Linked DNA regions of Mus musculus: region 1 is linked to region 2. Evidence: chromatin contacts called from public Micro-C data. All regions are on one chromosome and are shown on one strand. Each heading gives the region's core, a stretch centred on a gene start, on an enhancer-like site or on the middle of the called end of the contact. The rest is flanking DNA. Distances are from core to core; before and after follow the strand shown.

Region 1 (5,879 bases), core at 2,064-4,563, 380 kb after region 2:
GGTTGTACATCAAAAATAAAAAGAAGCAGTGAAAATATAAATTGCCTTTATCATTCCCAAAGGCTGTTGCATATCATTTTTGTCCCCTCGATGGAGCCGTGACCACAGGAAGAAGGCATGGCTGAACACATCCCGTTTCTTGGATGAAAAAAAAAAAGCAAATTACAGACAGAAAAAAAAGATGTAACCACCATTCTCCCCCTGACAAAATTAATGCAGGAGGGCAAAAGAGACACACAGCCAATCAGTTAAATGAATTGCTAATTTGGTACAATAAATGTTTTTTGCAGGATATAAACATATCTAATATGTAGGTTTTCTCATTTTCATCTATTTCTGGGCATTAAGCAGAGCCTGCGACAAGTTTCCATCAAATTAAATGTGAAACGATTACGTGTTAATATCAGATCTGAGGATGCTTTCGCTGAACTTCCCGGGAGTGAGTTTACATGATAGCTACAGGAATTTAAATTTACTCTTGACAGAACAAATATCCAAATCTGTCCATATAAGAAATGCCTCTACTCAGGGCTAACGCTGGATACATTAAAGGAAGTTCACAAAAAATAAAAAAATAAAAAAATCACCCAAAGCAATATGAGATGTTGGTTTCCTAGATTGCTTTTAGCTACTCATGGGAGTATCAACTGGGAGAGCTGCCTTTCTCTCCCTGCCCACCAGAGAATTAGAAGGCAATTAGTTGGTTTAATCATACTTTTTTCCTTACACAGAAAATATTAGCCAAGAGAGATTATAAACAACAAAACATGAAATACTTGGCATGTGAAATATCTTGCTGGCATTTTCAGGAACCCTCAGTGGTTCTTTTAAGACTCTGGCATAGTGTGAAGGTTTGGTACTGACCCTGGAGCCACCTCAAATACCGACATGCAAAGCTCGTTAATTTAATGCCCCCATTGTTTCCTGTTTTACTCTTGTGGTCAATTTATATTTCAGTACAAGAGAAGCCACTGCACCTCTTTTTGATGCTACAACAGGCAAACATGTTTGCTTCTCACTTAGCAGGAACCAGCCTGCTCCTCTTACAGGGTAGGAGAAAAACTCATTAATCTTCCAAGTATCACAGCCAATCACTGAACTTGGACCAAGGAGGTGTTATCTCCACTCCCACCCCGTCCTCCACACTATCCTTATTTCTTTTCCTTTGTAGAGAATAGTCACTGTCTTAGTTTAAAATATAACTTGTGGTTTTACTCTCTTTGAATGTTACAGTCACCAGGAAAGGGTTTAAATCTCTCACATGGGTCAAGCCCTGTTCTAAGACCTTAATGACTTGCCATACAGTGGGCTTGTCAAGCAAGGAGAACATCATGACTGTGAAGAGCAGGCACTGGGGGGAGATGAATGAGAGACCTCCAACAGCATCTCCATTCCTGTGAATAGGCTCACATTCCCAGTGACATGGTCCTTTAGCATCCTAACTGTTGCACTGATTAACATGCAACCCCAGCCCTGTTCAACTTAAAGTGTGTCATTCTTTTGCTCTTAGCTTGTTACCAAAAAAAATAAAACTAAGAATCTGCCATAGCATTTGAGTCAGAGGAACCCCCAAGGCTTGCAGCCAATGTCCAGGTCATCTTGATCAACAGCAGTGGCTGAAGTCAAGAATGGGAGAAAAGAAAAATCTTCAATGGAAGACATGAAAATAAATTTAGCTGAATCGTATCCAGATCTGGTATTTAACTTGGAAAGCCAGTCTTTTGCTTTTTCTTTCGTAATGCTTTAACTGGACCTATGGACCTGTTACTTACAAAGGCGAGGAGAATGGAGATGATTTTTTTGTTTTGTTTGTTTGTTGTTTCACTGTAGATAAATTATTTTGAAAGTTGTTTTCTTTTTTTCTGTTTTTAAATCAAATGCTGTAGCAGAAAATCCCATCAAACTCAGAAATGCTATGTTTCTCATTAGCAACAGTCCCTGGTTTTCATTTTCATACTGCCATTTCGGGTTCATGCATGGTAATAGAATGTGACACATTTATGGGGAAAGAAAGTTCATGTGTGTGTGTATATATATATATATATATATATATATATATATATATATATACATATGGAAGGGTGATGGGAATAGGTAACTTTGGAATCTTTTTCCCCCCACAGAGGTCAACTTGTCACAATGGGCAATGGAAGCCTCCCACTTCCAAAATGTTCAGGAAGGAGCAAAACACCAAACCAGTGGCTTTCAGGGACTGTTTGCAACTGTCATGGTTGGCTGTTCCGGAGACCATGCACTGTTGTAAAATTTCATATTGTTAGCATGCAGTAACAGGCTGCAACTGGTAACTGAGGCAGCAGAAACCCATTTGCTATAAGAAGATTAACTGTTAATTATAAGCAGTCACATTCCAGAGCAGCATATGCATAAAACAGAAAACATGCTCTTAGTCAACACTCCTGCCCAGTCATTTCACACTCCCACCAAATGCAGAAAAGAAATCTCAAAAGACAAAGAGCAACACACACACACACACACACACACACACACACACACACACACACACACCAGCAAGAATGATCAACATGAGGCTCAGAGACAAGACAAAAACAGTTAAAAATGATTGAGCCCCACATATTGACAAACCTTCATGAACCACAAGGTCTAGAGTAAAGACAACCAGTTAAGTGTGTGCCCCCCTTCTGCACCACCCCAGTCACGTGTGTCATCACCTATGTGCTTCTAGGTCTGTTTCCTAAGCCGAGGAGAAGGGTGATTCTGACCTTGCATCTGATGGAGCAATCCATCAGGGTTGAGGGATGTATGTTCAGTTAAGAGATTCCCTCTGGACCGTTATTACTCATGGTGAAGATTAGCAAAGAAAAGCTGAAGATTTGCCTCCCTTGTAGTAGGTGTTCCAGAATATGTGGGCATTTTATTCTTGGGTTATAAAATAAAGTTGTATCAGTACTACATCACAGACTTCCTCTGTCACCTTCCTCAACTCTACAGCTTCCTAACCCTTCACTTTGGTTCCAGTGAATTACAGATTTCCAGAGCCTTCTTAGTGGCTATTTTTTTTGTACATCCGATTTTGGGTCAGAGGATTTGTTTCCAGTATCAGAGAGGTACTTTAAACCCCTAAGGTTGAGTTTCACAGACCTACTTGCAATACTTCAGTATCTATTTAAAACACGTTTCTCATGTATTCCTAGTCATTAAAAAAAAAAAAAAAGAAAGTAAGAAAATCTTCTCTCCACTGTTGTTTGCTGAGTTCCTTTCTTAGTTAGTAGCCATCCACCGCTCTTCCCAGTCACCAATGAAAATGTTTTCTGTAGTGTGAGAGCAGAGCAGAGTAGGTCTATGAGGACATCTAGTGGACTGCTGTAGGAGAGCAAGCAGCTCCTTAACAGAGCAAACCCTGACCTTGCTGTTTCATCTCTCCTAGGCCTTGTCTCCTCTCTAAGACTTGAAATCTTGTGGTGTTATTTCAGTTCAGTGGCGGATGTTTAGGGGTAGTGAGGACAAATGGCTGAAAGGTCCTGGGACAGCATCCTGGGGCGGTCAACAGTGGCAACTTGCAAACACATTGGTTTAAGTGTATTGGTGGATGGGGTCCCCATGCCTCAGCTCTGCAGCAGCTTCCTGAGAGAGGGACTGGGCCAGATTATTAATGGTGTGGCTACTTGTCACTCTGTCTTGGGGCTCTTGGAACTTTATGCTCTATAAACTGCCCCCATAGGCCAACTTAACTCTGGGAAAGAAAAATATATAAGCCACCCGAGACTTCCTTTTCTCTTTGGCCCACAAAATGTTCTTGTTCTTGGACCAGTACCAATGATGTGAAGAGATCATGTCAGTGCCAAGAGTCTGATCCTGGGTCTCACCTTCCTCTAAAAAACAGATAACTTTGTTTGAGCAGTTTCATCGCTTCAGAAGAAAGCTTTCATGTGCTTCTCTTCAACACAATAAAATGGATGCCCATCCAATACTTCCATTATGACTTCCTAGTAGTATTTATAGAGACAAAACAGAAGTACTTCCCTAGTGGACACCATCAAAGCTATCTGTTTACTGTTGAATGTTTACAGTGGAAGGCTTTCTCAGAGACACACTTGCCCGACTTTTCCTCTGTTGTCAAAGGTCGTGTTGCTAAGAAATGAAACCTGCTGCAGATGGAGCATGGTCACTTTTCTTTCCTTGGGGCACACTGATGCAATCAGGTATCAGGCCTCAGGTCCTCTGCTGGTTGGCCCTTCTGCACCAAGTCTGGAATGGAAGGAAGGGTTGCAGCCCATGCTGTCTGCAGTGCCATCTACCTCCGGCATCAGCAACCAAATGGCCAGCCAAGTTGCAATTGCAGAATCTTAATTTGGGGGGTGGATTGGAAGGGAGAGGAAAAGTGGCCTTGCCAAAGAGGCCAAAGTGGAGGTTTCCAGATGCTAGAGGGAAAATAATTTGGTCTCCAAGGGAGTATATGTAAGAGGAGACTAGTGTGAAAGGAAAAAAAAATGCTGTTAAATTAAGGCACACTTCTTAGACCACAGCCCACTTTTTAAATCAGTCTAGGGAAGGGAAGCATTGTTTCTTAACATGAAACCATTCTTCAAAGGCTCAAATTATAAACAAAATCCTCTACAAAAGAAAAACCCTTTTGTCTGAGGTATATTGTTAGATGAAACACTAGGAATAAGAGGGTCTTTTAAATCCTATAAATGAGAAATGATATCTCCCCTGAACCCAGTTCCTCCTGTTACCTTTTGAAGAAGAAGAAAAGTCTTATGCATGGCTTTCTGTGATCAGAAAAAGGCAAGGACAGAGCCTAAAGTCAGCCACCTGGAGTACACACCCAGCTAGTTGATCTGGCTCACAACAGTCACGCTGTGGCAGAGGAAGGTGAGAGAGACTGCCTCTGGAGCTGTGTGTTGACTGGCTTTGTGTGGCCGTCTAGTTCTCAAAGAGTGCTAGAGTGTGAAAGCTCTCAGGGTGTAGAAGTGATGCTTCCACGTACTTTCCGCAGAGCCAATTTGGGCAGAACTGTGTGTTGTATTGAAGAAGGTTGCTATTTTGTTTTGGCTTCACCCAGAACATTATACATTTTCCAAACAGTGAAGGCTACCAGAACTTGGGAGTCAACTTGCTTCTTCTCCTTCTCCTTCTTCTGCAAAGGAAGATGAAAGACCTGGGTGCTGATACATCTCCATAGTCCAGAGCCAATGAATCAATGAGTTGTACATTGGGTCTCCTGTTTTCAGAGAGTCTTATGTCTGTAAGTCAAGACCCAAAGTTGATGTCTGCCAGTTGTAGGTTATACATAGAAATACTGACCTTTAAAACTATATCCGATTGGATGACAGGGATCTTATGTCTTTAGTAAGTTAGAGAAGTCTAGAGGCTTGCTTAGATTCCTACATGGTTCACTCATGAAAAAAAAAAAAAAAGAGTAATCTCCTTGAATTAACTAACAGAGTTTTGTTTTTTGTTTTTTGTTTTTTGGTTGGTTGGTTTGTTTGTTTGTTTGTTTGTTTTTGCCCTGAAATAAGCACATGGCTCCTCCAGGATGCTTAACTTTCCCAGAGGAACTGTGGAGGAATCACTGAGCGTTGACTTAAGGAGAAGTTTTGAAAGCAAGGAAATGCCGTAGACTGTAGGAAATAATTACCACTTGTCTTCAGAAAGGCAGATACTTACAGTCCCAAAGGAGTATTCAATTAAATCTCCAGCAAGCACCTTCTTGTACAGAGAGGCATCTATAATGTGATCGTTGTATTTCTCTCTCTATGGAATATCTCTATGATTATATATAAAAATACACATTTTTACATATAAGCTACCCCAGGACATATCATATATATATCACAACTTAGGAATATATATGTAGCCTATGTGTTTCCTTCAAGAGAGGAATTCAAGCTCTGTAG
Region 2 (5,469 bases), core at 2,694-5,193:
AGGCTCGGAATACTGGTTTCAGAGGAGGGACTGGCTTTACACACTTTCTAATGCAATAACTCTAGAAAATCTCTGCATTCTAAGGTGGGTGGGCAGCTTCCCCTGGAGCCCCGTCACTTTAGATACTTTTCACTTATGGAACATTCTGTCTTGTTTTGCCCTATCTTCCCTCTATGGCTGTCCCCATTACTTATTCAAACCAATTTTTAATTGCATAGCATTGTTGGAGGCCGACCAAAAGTTACATCATCTTCCTGGGGTCATGTGGGCTTCAAAGGCAAGAAGAGAAATGGCTCAGGAACACCCCTTCCCTACCCCAGCACCACAGAACATCATGGTGACAGCCTCACTTCTCCTGTCTGCCCCACCTCCTCCATTACAAGTCTTTCTTCTCCTCAACTAACCACTGGTGCACAGGGAGTGTAATATCCACAGTCTTGGCCCTCAATTACCGTAATGGCTTATAATGAGATTTTGGCCAAGTAGCAGGTAGCTGGTTATTGCTTCCTGCTCAGCGTGGGCAATGTCTATGCTGTTAATTTGTGTTACTGAATGTGGCTCAGAGCTGGGCATCAAACTGTCAGAGCCAGATGTATTCTATTAGGCTATACTGGACAATAGGCAATCTTTGTTTTTCCAGTATGGAGGCATGTTAACTTACCACAGGGTGAATCCAGACAAATAAGAGTCAAACTAAAACAAGGGGGTGATATCTTAAGTCATCAAAGTAGTACATTCCAGGGACAGATAACACCTGGCATCACCTACTGTCACTACTGTTTCTCTGCCTGGGACTGCTCCATTGACAGGCAAAAAACAAAACAAAACAAAATAAAACCTTCGTAAGATTGCTGGGGAGACTGGTAACTTCATTAAGTTTTAATGAGGCTAACCCTAATGAAGGCCTTTCTAATGTACTTTGTATTTACTAGGCTTTCATCTTGAGCAAGAAATAGGGTCCAGAAAGTTTCTAGTGCTCTTGTGTGCTTCTTTGTCTTGATGTACACACATGTGTGCATGTATATATACACACATACATAAAAGCATGTGTCAAGAAGGTGGAGGATGGGTAGTTGAAGACATTCAGGAGTACAGTTTGTTAGTGTCCAAGTATTGTGATTCTGCAACAGTAGACTTTTGGACACACACTTTTGGACAGAGAGAGCTAGAGGCAGGGGTGGGAGAAAGAAGAAAGGAAGGAATGAAGAAGGGGGGAGGGGTGGGTAAGAGGAAGGGAGAGACAGACAATGTAAATTTCATTCAATTAGATCAAATATCAACAGATCCTCTTTGTTTTTCTTTGAGAGAGGCAATTTTGACTACCCTAGAACTAAGAAAGATTATGATATCATCTATGGAGAACCAGTTCACTTGGATTTTAATGGAGGGCAGACGGAGTTTGGGTCAGTGTGCTCAGGGAGGAAGCCCTTTAGGGGCTTGAATTACAACAATCTCAGTTGTTACTACATTTGCTTAATTTCGTCTGAGAGTTCCATCCTGCCCCTCCCTGACCTCTTTTCTAAAAACCTGGGTTTATTTTCAATAACTCCTTGGATAAATTTCAGCCCAAGGAAGCACACAGAACTGTAGAGAAAGCCCTGCCTCCACCTTTTGATGCTAGCCCTCGATGAGAACAGATCTGAAACCAAAATGTGAATGTCTTCTTAAGAGCACAGCCAGCACCCCTGTTCACACTCTGCCAGGAAACCCCACTTCTCAGGTGTGTTCATAGAGGGGCCTGGCAGCTTGGAGGAGGAGCAAAGATATCTGGAAAGCTGTTTTCCCAATTCCCCCTGCTCTGTACTTCATAAATCATGTTTTACAGGCTCACCCCCAGTCCTACCCCATTCTCTGCTTTCTTCTCCTGTTAATGCAATCAGCATGCCACTAAAATAAAACCCCAAAATGGGAGAAAGCTTGAATGTCCAAATATTGTGCATCTTTTTTTTTTTCTTATTTCAGTGCTGAAGTTTGAACTAAGGGCCTGATACTGTGCTAGACAAGAGCTGTCCCTCGCTTCAGTCAGTCATTACTTATCTGTTTTAGGTGCCATTTGTTTTCTGGCTGCTCTTGGGAAGCAAATAAAACTTCTATTTACTAGAGTGCAATACAGTAAGATCTTCAACTAGCCAGATTCTTTGTGTCTCTAACTTTAAATATGAATAAAAATGAGGGCATTTACTTTACCAAAGAAAAGGGCAGGGTGGGGAGGGGCCTTTAGGTTGTTCTAGAACAGACTTTCTTAAAGATCATTCTGCAACATTATCTGGGAATTTTCCAAAAGAAACAAATTTCTCGTCCCAGACTCAGACCCACTAAATTGGAAGTTTTGGGGATGGTCCCCATGGAGAGAAAGTCAAGGAGAACCAGTTCCTAGGGAGAGGACACCCAACTCTTTGGCATGTCAAATGTATGGGCTCCGAAGCACCCTTAGGCCATTGTGCTCAGTCCACAAATATCAACTTAGATATGGGGAGACGTCTCAGTGGGAAGCAAACCTGAGGAGTCATGTTCCATCTCTTAAGACAAGCATGCGTGATAAAGCCAGGCATATTGCTATGTACTTATCACCCCAGCCTAGAGAGTCCTGGAAACCCACTGTAGCTGAATGGGTAATCTGTAACCCCCCCCCAAAAGGCTGTCTTAAAAGATAGAATAAATTGAAAAAATGACAGATGAGGCTGCCTTCTGACTTCCATCACCAGTCTATACAAATTATTTGTTGAACACCTAAGATGTAGCTTGGGCTTGGTGGTGTGTGTGTGAATCTGCTGTCTGAACCCTTCTGAAGTCTGTGCAGAGGAAGGATGCTGTGTTTCTGAGTAGCATTCACTTCTCCCACCCCCACCCCCACCCCCATCTTACTTCCTGATTGTGTCATCCTCACTGGTAACCCTCAACTGCAGCCACTCTGGCAAATCTAGTGAGACTGTTGCTTTTATGGGTGAGAGAGAACTCAAAGTTTCCACTTAATCATGAGATAATAATCTAATTAATTAACTGGGCCCCACCTTTCCTTTGTGGCTGCTTTGTCACACGACTGTTACATTGAGAGAATGCCTAGAAAGAGGGCAGGAGCCCTGTCCTGCTTGCTAGGGCTTCTGCTGCACTCTGCGCTGTGTTACTTGGGGTGGAGGGAGAAGAACCAAGTAACTGGTTTTTGTCATCTTGGGTTGAATCCTCTCAATTATTTTCATTCCATGTGATTTTAGTTTAGAATGCCATTTCCTGGACTTTAAAACCAGGTTGGGCTTAATATCTGTGGAAGCTGCACATACCAATGTCTCTTAGAGTATGGGAGGTCACTCGGTTGCTGTTCTCAGTGTGAGTGATGACTCTGGACTAGATATTCTGAGAAGGGACGGAAGACACTCATTGGGTTTTAAGCAAGAAAAACCTGCCTTTAAAAAAGCAGCAGCCATGATTTCTGTGTATTGACCCAATGGTCACTTGAGTCAAAAAATAAAAATAACTTAAAATATGCTCCCAGAGAATGGTAACTCCACGCCAATGGATGTCACTTTTCTTTGGGGGAGTGCCCATGGTACAAGTGCTTTTTGTTTCCTTTTTCTAAGAGAGGATCTGTTTTTATTGGTTTGCATGCTTCTTTATATTTGTGCAGGTAGTATTTAAAAACAAAAAACAAATCCAAAACCAAAGCCCTGAGCTAAAACTAACCATGGCTGGTAAGGAAGACTAGTCCCCTGAAACGGAGGCAGAAGGAACCTAAATGTGTCATAGAGAGGGGGGCCTTTGGTAGCCTCAGTCCCAGATAGCCTTCAGCTCAGATTGGGTAAACATGACATATTGATCATTACAGAACGTGTAATTGGTGACCACAAGCACAGTGTGGCTTTAATGGCCTTCCCTGAATAGTTGCCCTTATTTATTTAAAGAAAGCCGTGGCTGTTTCCTAACTGCATGCTGCCCTCTAGTGGCTACGATTCTGACTTCAAAAGATGAAGTGGAAAGGATAAATACAGAGATATTGGGAGTGGTGGAGGGGGTGTGATTGTGTCTCTGTCTCTGTCTCCCTTCCTTCCTCCCTCTACTTTTCTTTCACCCCTCTACTTCTCTCTCCCTTTCCCTCTCTTTCCCCCTTCTTCCCCTCTGTACTTTCCTCACACACACCCTCTGGCCCCTGTCTCCTTTCTGAAAGATTTCTTCGTTCTCTTGAAACAGAAACATGAAGTCTTCCCACATGAGCACTGTCCATTTTGAATGACAGCCAGGGTGAGATCCATCCAGGAGCTGCTGGAAAGGCACCTGATGAACTACACTTGATTTGCATCCCATCTTAGCGTGCACCTTGGAATCTAGCCCTTCTCACATCCATTATGCCCCTCTTGCTGGCCCACTCTACAGCTCCTTTTGCCCTCCGTGAAGAAGCAGCAAAGGATGAGCCAGTGTCCTGTTGGTGGTGATCTTTGAAGTTCTCGGGAGGCCCTTGTGCCTGTGAAGAAGACTGAACAAATAAATAATACACCTGAAAAATAAGCTATAAAAGCAGAACTTAGCATTATGTGTCTGACTAAAGAGTTCAGGGAAGGACAAAGTAATGCTAACAGCTGGGCGTAAGTAAACTGCTCTTTCGGACATCAGGAAGAAGGGTGTTCTCTGCTCTCATTTTTTATTTGGGACAGAACAGAACTGACAATGCAAAGGCAAATAAGTAAACAAACAAAGCTTGGCCCAGCAAGATTTACAAACTTATTTCTGAAGAGGGAGGGGACTTGTTCAAGCAAGGAAAGTAGATTTGGTCTCTTATTTCTACCATATCTCATTCTGATCAAAATTCTGTGAGTGGAGGTGAGAGATAGATGCTGGCTCCGAGGGTCTTTCATAGAGGGCCTGCTCATATTGCAAACAAATTGGAAAGGACATGTGAGCAAAGGCCCAGTGGCTCTCCTAACTAGGATTCTTAGTGGATACATGTTCTGTGATGGTTCAGAAGGTCTGGAGTATCTTTCACCTGGCCATGATATCCGTGGGCTCAAGGAGAGACAGCAGGGATGGTGCCTGGGCGTCTGATCAATGGACAAGGATGTCTAAAACTTGCATACACAAAGGGAAAACTGGTCTTGCTATGTAGAAAAAGTGTGTGTTTGTGTGTGTGTGTGTGTGTGTGTCCTCCTGTCCTCCCTTTCCTAACTCCTTTTCCTCCTAAGATGACAAGCCTCATTTCAACTGCCCTGGGAGCCCAGAGCATATTTCCTACAGACTCTGCTTTATGACATGTCAACCTGTCTGCTCACTCTCACCCTGAGTTGTCCAGCCTCCCTGGTCTGGAGGCAAGGATGCTTGCCCGTCACAGTCACCTCACTACAGTTAGAGCCTTTCCCCCTGGTGTTGTGCTTCCTTCAGATACAGGGTGAGGCCTGACATGGCCCAGCATCCGGCTGAGCAGGCTTCACAATCTAGACTCTCAAGGGATAGTTATGAACCACCCTTCAGGCCATCTCAGTGTTT

What was found. A called contact is a pair of places that touch in the nucleus more often than the background predicts.
Region 1: a Micro-C map of brown adipocytes shows a contact between it and region 2, with 5 times the contacts expected there. The contact joins two enhancer-like sites. A contact is called at or near these places in 7 of 484 Hi-C or Micro-C datasets (brown adipocytes, embryonic fibroblasts, nephron progenitors and 2 more) and 1 of 115 datasets of contacts at active chromatin or transcription factors (fibro-adipogenic progenitors).

The regions. Positions count from the first base shown.
Region 1 is chr14:23,425,913-23,431,791 of GRCm38.p6, forward strand. All of the region lies in intron 18 of Kcnma1 (potassium large conductance calcium-activated channel, subfamily M, alpha member 1), which reads right to left. Among named protein-coding and RNA genes, the nearest start is that of 5430425E15Rik, 81 kb to the right of the region's middle. Within about 2 kb of position 3,314, at least 60 of the 459 cell types and tissues checked have an H3K27ac peak or open chromatin away from gene starts, as enhancers often do. A contact at or near this core is called in brown adipocytes, where this site is marked.
Region 2 is chr14:23,042,653-23,048,121 of GRCm38.p6, forward strand. The region is part of intron 6 of Lrmda (leucine rich melanocyte differentiation associated); the gene reads left to right. The region is part of intron 2 of Gm10248 (predicted gene 10248); the gene reads right to left. Among named protein-coding and RNA genes, the nearest start is that of Gm10248, 49 kb to the right of the region's middle. Within about 2 kb of position 3,944, at least 19 of the 459 cell types and tissues checked have an H3K27ac peak or open chromatin away from gene starts, as enhancers often do. A contact at or near this core is called in brown adipocytes, where this site is marked.